Regions from separate parts of the Rattus norvegicus genome. Here region 1 is linked to region 2. The links are chromatin contacts, called in public Hi-C maps. All regions are on one chromosome and are shown on one strand. Each heading gives the region's core, a stretch centred on a gene start, on an enhancer-like site or on the middle of the called end of the contact. The rest is flanking DNA. Distances are from core to core; before and after follow the strand shown. Region 1 has its middle 270 kb from the start of Pvt1. Region 2 overlaps Pvt1 (Pvt1 oncogene).

Evidence for each region. Hi-C and Micro-C count contacts between places; a contact is called where the count stands out from the background.
Region 1: a Hi-C map of liver shows a contact between it and region 2, with 3 times the contacts expected there. The contact joins two enhancer-like sites. A contact is called at or near these places in 3 of 12 Hi-C or Micro-C datasets (kidney and liver).

The regions. Positions count from the first base shown.
Region 1 is chr7:95,817,324-95,821,527 of GRCr8, reverse strand. No RefSeq gene overlaps it. Among named protein-coding and RNA genes, the nearest start is that of Pvt1, 270 kb to the right of the region's middle. Within about 2 kb of position 1,992, at least 10 of the 93 cell types and tissues checked have an H3K27ac peak or open chromatin away from gene starts, as enhancers often do. A contact at or near this core is called in liver, where this site is marked.
Region 2 is chr7:95,728,678-95,733,012 of GRCr8, reverse strand. The region is part of intron 3 of Pvt1 (Pvt1 oncogene); the gene reads right to left. Among named protein-coding and RNA genes, the nearest start is that of Pvt1, 180 kb to the right of the region's middle. Within about 2 kb of position 1,607, at least 5 of the 93 cell types and tissues checked have an H3K27ac peak or open chromatin away from gene starts, as enhancers often do. A contact at or near this core is called in liver, where this site is marked.

The DNA of each region.
Region 1 (4,204 bases), core at 743-3,242, 88 kb before region 2:
TCTTTAACATAAGAGGGGAAGAAAAGCATTGGGAGGAAGGATGTTGATGGGTGCAGAGAGCAAAGGAACTTGTTGCTGATGCACAACAAAGAAACATTGGCATTGAGGCTGTCCTACTCAGATTCCATTGACAAGCATAGTAGGGCAAGGGAGCAAGCTGGATACTGTCCTTGGTCCTGAACCAAAACCACCCGTAGGGCCCTGTTGTTTCTGTTTATCCTAAGACATTGTATCCCTGCCCAGTTCCCAAGAGATAAGGGATTTTGTTTGTGTTTTCTAGTGATATCTGAAAGTCCAATTTTATGCAGGTTCCATACTGAAAAGAAGGAAAGTCAACATCAAAAAATGGGTATTTCCAACTCAATAGTACCATCTATTATTGATCAAATTCTCCCATATGCTAGGCACTGTGATGAGCAGATTTTACACATTATATTATACCGTTGTAATCATCCTCATTTTATAGAGAAAGAAAGACACACAGAATGAGCTCACAAATGGCAGAGTGGAGACTAAAGCCAGTATCATAAGCACAACACACAGAAATTAACCCACCACTCAAATAAGGCATCGTCTAATAAGGCCTTAACTCACAGGGAACAACCCCTCCTATGACGCCACAGACATCCTCAGCTACAAAGGGAGGAGTATGGATTCAAAAACAGATGTCTAACATAAAAACACCTCATAAGACCCTCTGCAGATGCTAGCAATGCTTCGTACTCTATGTTATTTAATAAACATTGAGAGAATTCCAAACTTATTGCAGAAGCCAACTGCATAAACTATATTGGACTACTGTTTCTTAGAGAAGTAAGCCAAGGCAAAGAAGGGGGACTGATAAAAATAAAGAGTCCAAGATGGGGTGAAATAGACATGATTCCTACCACTGTTCCATTCCCCCACAGTACCCATTCTGACTTTTAGTTCTAACTTAGTTCCTTTATTTAATGATTACTATTTCTCTGCCTCTATGCACTCTATGAAGACGAGTTCAATGATGTTTTCATAGCTAGATCATAACTTGGCCCTGTGTCAGGTATACATACAGGATGAGCAATAAACACCAAGTAGGAAGAATTTAATAGTAAATAAACTGAAAGGAGCTTATAAGCACATGTAGAGAAAAAGCTTGGAAATGTAGAAATGTTTTTATTCTTTTTATTCTGAGCTTTGGAAATGGAGACCATAGGGTATTGGAGGCCTTCTAGACTCAGATTCCCCAGCTAAGAATTAATAATATTAGACCCACAAAATATGTCCAAGGAGATTGTCACTAGACCCCAGACTTGACAAACTGAGTTTGATCCTCAGGACTCACAGGGTAGAGGGAAAGAACCAACTTCTACATGTTGCACTCTAGTCTTCACAACTGTTGTCATGGCATATTTATTGTACATGTATACATACACGCACACACAAGTAAATCCAGTTTAAAAATTATTTTAAAGTAGTTCTATCAACCTATAAAGATAAATGAGATGAGGTTTATAATAATGATATCAACATTCATTTATTGATGCCTGCTGCTTATGCCAGACACCTTGTGCATGCTAGCTCTAACCTTAAAGGTTCTAGACACTTTCTATTATCCCCATTTGAAGATGAAATAACTAGGGCTCAGCAGGGCCTTACTAACTGCTACTAAATCACAATCCAGCTCATTCATAATGAGGTGGCACCATGAAGGCTGGATAACCACGGTGCAAGGCAGAAGGTAACCCTCTTCTGAGTTTCTCAGAGTCCAGAGAGGGCCTCTTGTAGCAGGCTACAGTCGGAGTCAGATTGAAGTGAGAAAAAAATACAATGGGCTGACACACTTTACCAAATATTCAAGTTCCAAGTAGGGTAGAAAGCCATCTGGCTCCCCTGCTGCTCACAGCACAGCCACCTGTGTGCCCTTCTTTCTTCCTTTCCTCTAGTCCCTGCATCTAAAACAAACCTGTCCTGCAGGGAGTAGGAGCCAGAGCAAAGAAGCCAGGCTCCTCCTCCCTGCTTTGTGAGCAGAGGAGAGGACAGGAGAAAATTGTGCCAAAGGTCATGGTGTTCTGGTCAACGTGTTCCAGCTTTGAAACTTTGAGAGCTGCCAGGGTCCAGGCAAGAAAAAATGCTGCAGGCTGATCCACCTGCCAGCTCCGAAAAGCGCCAGCTGGGCTCCAGCCTCCATGGCAACTGCACCCTGCAAGCAAGGTTAAGGTCCCCAGAGATTCATTCCAGCCTCAGCAGCAACATGGAAGCCTGTGACTGGAGAAATGGCCAAACTAGAAAGCATACAGGGTTTCAGAGATGTGCCTGGAGGCCTTGCTGTCTTTGTCTCCCAAACCCTGCCTTATAATTCCTCATTTCCAAAGTCCCAAAAAGATAATAATCATTTCTTCATTCCTGGACATTCTTTCCTCGTGCTTACAAGTGTCTTTGTTTAGTCCAGAATTCTCCCATCTAATGTTGATATTCACTTTCTGAGAACCTGACACAGGGTCAAACTAAGGCTGGTTGTAGAAACATCATTGCCATTGCAGAGTAGAATATACAGCCTGAGTGAGAGAAATCAGGCAATGAATAGAAAAACTAAGATAGAATTAAAAATCAGAATAGGTACTGTGAAGACGCTACAGAAGAGGAAAGCCATAGAGTAATCTCCAAACAGGAGGTGTATCAAGGCCTCTTCAGGTAGAAAACTCTAAGGCAAAGGACCGAAGAATCAGCAGGAAGCTGCAGTGTAGAGCTAGTAGTTGGGGGTAAGGGTTGTTAGCAAAGATTGAGTACAAAAGTCCTAGAGTACGGGGGAAAAGAGGAGAAAATGTAAGGATCAGAAGCAGTGAAGGAAGCAGGATATATGCAACTGGAGGGTGTTGAAAATACTCCTCATGTCTGGATATCCCAGTTTCCCATCAGAAGATTAAGAAAAGTTCTGGAAGGAATTGCTCTCTCAGCTGAAGGAATACACAGTAGCAATGTGAACCAACAAGCTGTCTCATAGATGGTGCATTTTCTCTGGTTCTTCATCCACTATGTCTTCCAATTGCTCTCGTGGGAAGTTCATGTGAAATCTGGAAGGAGAACTTAGAGAGATGAGAGGCAAAGTCCCAGTCTCTGCCCACACTATTATTATTATTATTATTATTATTATTATTATTATTATTATTATTATCATTCATTATTATTAACTAAAATAACCCATAGAAAGATGCTTGGCACAGACTACTATCCCTGTCTTCTCACAGCATCCATACCAGGCTAGCAAGCTAAGCAAGGGGCTTGGTAATAATCACAGCCCTGCTCACCTAGGGTCAGCTGCTGTGCTCTTTGGTCCTCTGCTGACTCTTCTCACAGGAGAACAGTATGTCTTCATGAGGACAGAGGGGGTACCATAAATGTCAAAGACAAAATTCTTAAAGAAAATCAAGTGAAAAAACAAAAAAAAATTATGAAAATCAGTACGGAGATATCCTCTACATGAGGCTAGCCCTGCATGAGATGCTGTCAGTGGTCCTGACCAATAAATAAATAAGTAAATAAATAAATGCTTAATGTAACTGGTGTTTTCATCATCACTACAGCATCACCTTTTTTGCTCTAACTTTATTTTCTGTTAGCATACAAAATGGGATTGATGTACACAGCCCTAAGAACCCAAAAGGATGTCTTGTAGAACAACGCACACTGAGGGTCTAGAATGACACAGACTCAAATCCACCTCATGACTAAAAGGCTTAGGTCTGCAGGTGACCAGCCTTCCTAGGACTCATTTTGCTTCTCTGTAGAGTGAGGGTAATGGTCCCTGTATCTTAGAGCAGTGGCCAAACCTTAACATAATTCAGGAAAAGTCCCTGCACATAGCATGCATGAAAGGAAAAATCAAGACTCTTTCCATCAATAAAGACTGAGATCTAAGCTCCAAATATTCTCACTATATCTCCCTAGACTCCTATGTGTCATCAGATACATCTGGTAGAAGACTAAACTTGTGCCATTAGTGGACAATAATTAAGTAAGCTTCCAAGGTCTAACACATGTGAGTCTATCAGTCCCATCACTGGTGACGCTGGACAAATGATTCTTCTGGTATTCCATAGGCAGCCTACATAATAGAAATATCACATCAGCTAGCCTTATACCAATGAAAATCACATAGCTCCTGTTTCATGATGCTTTGGGGTATGGGGTGACATGACTCCATGGCTTATCACAGAATAATGCTCAG
Region 2 (4,335 bases), core at 358-2,857:
TGGATGGCAGGCACTAACATGAGGACAATGGAGGGAATAGAGTACTGCAATGGAGTAGGTACAGGTGAGGGAGACAGGTGATATGTTTGGATTTGGCGAATGTCTAAGGCAGGTGGCAATGCAGAGTATTCTCTGAACTAGATCAAAAAGGGGAAAAGGAGTTGAGAGGCCAGTGAAGGGAAGATCGGAGAGAAAGATGATCAGGTCAGGCCAGGAAAGGAGGTAAAAAGAACTGGAGCAGGTGACCTAGAACTGCTATGAACTCTGCAGCCAAGATTTCATACTCTGATGGTCGGAAGAATTGCACAGAGCAAAGACAGAGAGAGGGAATGCATTTGACAGAGGCCAAAGGGAAGAAAGATTGCCACAACCATGAAGAGGAGCTTGGGGTACCCCAGCAAAACTCCCAGCAAGCAGGGCTCTCTACACCCACCTATTCCCTTGCTCCTCCTCAGAGGGCACTGCACACAAAGCATCAGGATCAGCAGGCTCTGTTCTAATGCCTTAGAGAAGATATTGAGGAAAAGAAATCTATTATTATCCTTCCTATACAGAACAGGTGCAAGTGAGGTATCCATGGCTAACAGAAGGGTGATTTAGTTACTGCCCTGGAGATTTTACTTCTGAGACCTCCACACTTGTATTTGTTAAGATGTTATCTTCCTTCTTAGCCAATAATCGCAACAGAAACTGCACTTCGCTTTCCTCAGCCTCCCCTCGGTTGGTCTAGGTCCCATTAGGGTACTGGTCGTATTGTTGCCCACTGCAGCATCCTCATAACCAGAGAATGTCCAGGCAGGTGGCAAATAAAAACTAAGACTAGTTAAGCATCAAGATGGCTCATGCTTGAGTAAGGACATGGGCTTGGGACTCCTACTGCAGCCTGGTGCTCAAAGGAACTTCCACGGGCATTTTGAGCCAAGTCCAGACATACTGTCAGATAACAGAGTATGTTTACTCCAGTGACAAAGTCTTCATCTGGAAGACTTCCTCATTGGCATCTGCAGGTCATTTTTCAATTTTTCAAATAGTATGTGAGCAACAGAACCTTCTTTTCTTCAAAAGCCACAGCTGTGCCCTAATAGAGTATTTTTTAAAAAACCTAGTACTGACCTGAACTTGGTCATTCTAGCAATCCATGTGAAAACCTTACATTGGCAGATCCATGTATATCAGGAAAAGTCCTCCACAAAGGAAGGAATGGGATGCAGTAGAAGAGCATTCTACTGTTGGATGTGTTGGATATCAGTGGATTAAGCCACAGGATCTTCTCTTGTCAGGGAGACATGGCAGTGTTTGGAGACCTTTTTATTCACAGTTCATAGCTACCATGACACAAAAATGACCACTGTTTGGTCTTTACAGAATACAGATGAACCCAGGATTGGGGAAAGTCAAAGGTAAGTCCAGGTATTAGGACTCTAGAGCTCCAGATCAGAACACGTGCTCAATAAATATTACCTGCTGTGTGTCATTACTGCTGCTGTTCTTAAAGAAACACACTTCAGAGGTATTTGAACTATACCAACTTACTCGGAGTAACTTGCCCTTAAGCCAGTGTACAGTGTGCGCAGCAGACGCTTCCAAAAGGCCAAAGATTCTGCTGAATTTCAAGGTCAATGCTGTGTCCACAACTGCTACCAGTCACCCATGCCAAGGATCCTCCCACACTCCGCACTTGTAGCCAGGAAACAGCAGACAAGCTTCCTGCAGTTCCTTGGTAGTTATTTGTGCGGCTTTTTGAAGCTTTTGTATTCTATAATGTGCTGGGCTGGGTGGACAGCCCCATGGTGATCAAAGACCCAGCTGGCAGGTATACCAACCCTGTATACTCTGCCAACCACCAGTCACCAGATGCCAGCTGCCAGCCACCAACCACCAGCCACCTGCCACTGAATCCAGGAAGAGTCACAAGGAGGAGGTGTTAGGCTTCAGAAGTGTTCCAGGTGCTATCCCAGCCACAGGCTCTGCCTTGGAACAACTGAAGTGTGCCGATTCCAGGTGTACCAGGTAGGAGCTGACATTCAAGCAGCTCCTAAACCAACAGTGGCAGACAGATCACTGCCAATGTGATGGGTCAAGGAAATTTAACCTCTGACGGGGACAAATGAGTTCAAGAGGGCCGAAAGGGAGAGTGCAGTCTACTTCCACAGTCCCAAGTTCACAAGAACCATACTTACTCGATGGCAGGTTGGGGCCAAAGGATTCTAAGATAACCATCACTGAGCATGCACTCGTGAGGGACTATGTTGCATTACATGAGGAACTGTGCAAGAAACAAGACCGGAAAGGGCTCATAACATCTGTGATGGTTTGAATAGGAAATGTTTCCCCATGACTCAAGGCATTTGAATGCTTGGTCTCCTAGTACAGTTTGGGGAGATTTAAGAGGTTTGACCTTTTGGAGGAAGTGTGTCATTAGTAAGCTTTGCAAGCAAAAGGACCTGAATCATTTCTAGTCCCCCTGTCCCTTCTCTTTGTGTTTGAAGATCGAAATGTGAGCCTTCACATCCTGCCTCTGCCTCAGCTCTGCCTCCACAGATGGACTCTAACACACTAGAACCATAAGCTCAAATACATTTTTTCCTCCATGAGTTGCCTCGGTCATGGTATTTTATCACAATTATAGAAAAGTAACTAATACAGTGTCCCATGTTCATAGACACCCACTTACATTAAGTGTCCAGTGAGGGAACGGAGTCCCCTGTCCTCACAGAACTCAGATACTTGTTCTCCCTCTGGGAGCCTCAAAGACCTTCACAGGGAAATTCTGGATGTCAACTATGCCTCTAATCACCCTGAAAATCTTGCGGATGTAGATCACAGCACCTTCTGCATCACTCTCACGGATAAAGAAGGACTATTGGCTGCCACATTTTCCCCATAACAATGTGTGTAGACAAGAAAAAACGATCACCTAAGGTCAAGTGGCAAACCTGGCTCTAACAAACACAGGAGCTCATTTCTTACATTTTATAAACAACGTATGAAACACTTCATATATGAGATCCACATCACATGGAATAAGACTATTAAATGAGTGATATACACGTGTGAAGTGGCAATGAATACACAAATGATTGCACACACACACACACACACACACATCACTGCTCTTCTACTGTAGGTAGTACATGGATGTATTTGTGTGCCCATGACTACATATAATAGCAAAATAGCTTTTTAAAAGTTTTCTTCTTGCTTGTCTGAATGTCCTAAATTATAATACGAGTATTTGTTGTGTTTTTCAAACGGTAAGAATGGAAGTTCTACCTCTTTTTCTCTGATGGATCTCTGAGTGGGGAGCACCACAAGGGAGCTAGAGGGTGCAGCGAAGCTTCTGTACTGCCTCCTATCCTCTTTGACCATTCCTATAGGATGCTGTGCCGCTCAACACCTAGGATGGTAACTCACATAGAACAACACTGTCAACAGCTGTTCTTTGTAGAACACTTATACTAGGCGAGCCCATAGAACTTCCTTGCCCTTCACTAGTGTCAGTGTGCTGGGTAGATACCCATGTGCAGAAGAGGAAACTGAGGCATGAAGTAGGTAAGTCCTAGTGATAGCCTGGCAAAGCAAAGTGCTATATCAGGGACTGGAGCCCCAGCCTGTACTCTCTGTGTAACACCTTGCTTTTCCTCAGAACCAGTCAGGTCATTATGTTCCTGCTGCCAGAGATCCTAAGTGGGGACAGGCTGTGCACTGAATAGCCTGGGAAAGAGCAGAGGGTTTACTCATGGAAGAAGTAAAGGCCCGAGAAAGGATCGGGGCTATGGGAATAGCCCCAGTCAACAGCTCCAGATGGTATATTCAAGTCAGTTGAGGTAAATATCTGGGCAGTTCTATCCCAATGTAACTGGGCCTCAGGGTATTCAGGTGTGGGAAGCCACCAAGACAGGAAGCAGCCACCAGGGCCCTCGTACAGGTATCCAACCTTGCCTGATTGGCCAGCTTGGTTGGCTGCCTGTCAAGACTTCTAAAGGGTGAATGAAGCAGGCTGGGAGGCTAGGCTGGATAAGTCTGCCTGAAACTGAGATGCTAAACAAAGGGAGGCCACAGTGGGCCAAGCTGGCAGAAGCCCAGGGCGGGACAGAAAGGGGGAAACAAGAGTCACAAAACAAGAGCTGAGGGTTCCAAGGTGCTATCCCTATTGGGCATTCTCTGCCCACAGGTGGAGATTGAATGCAAACAGGAGGCCATAGCTGTTGAGAAAGCTGTGAGAAGGCCTGGTAGATGGAAGTCAGCAGAGAACAAACCTTTCTTGTTCTGTTTTCTTTCTTTTTTTCTTGGGAGTGGGGGAGGACGGTGGAGGTGGGAGGTAATATTTATTTG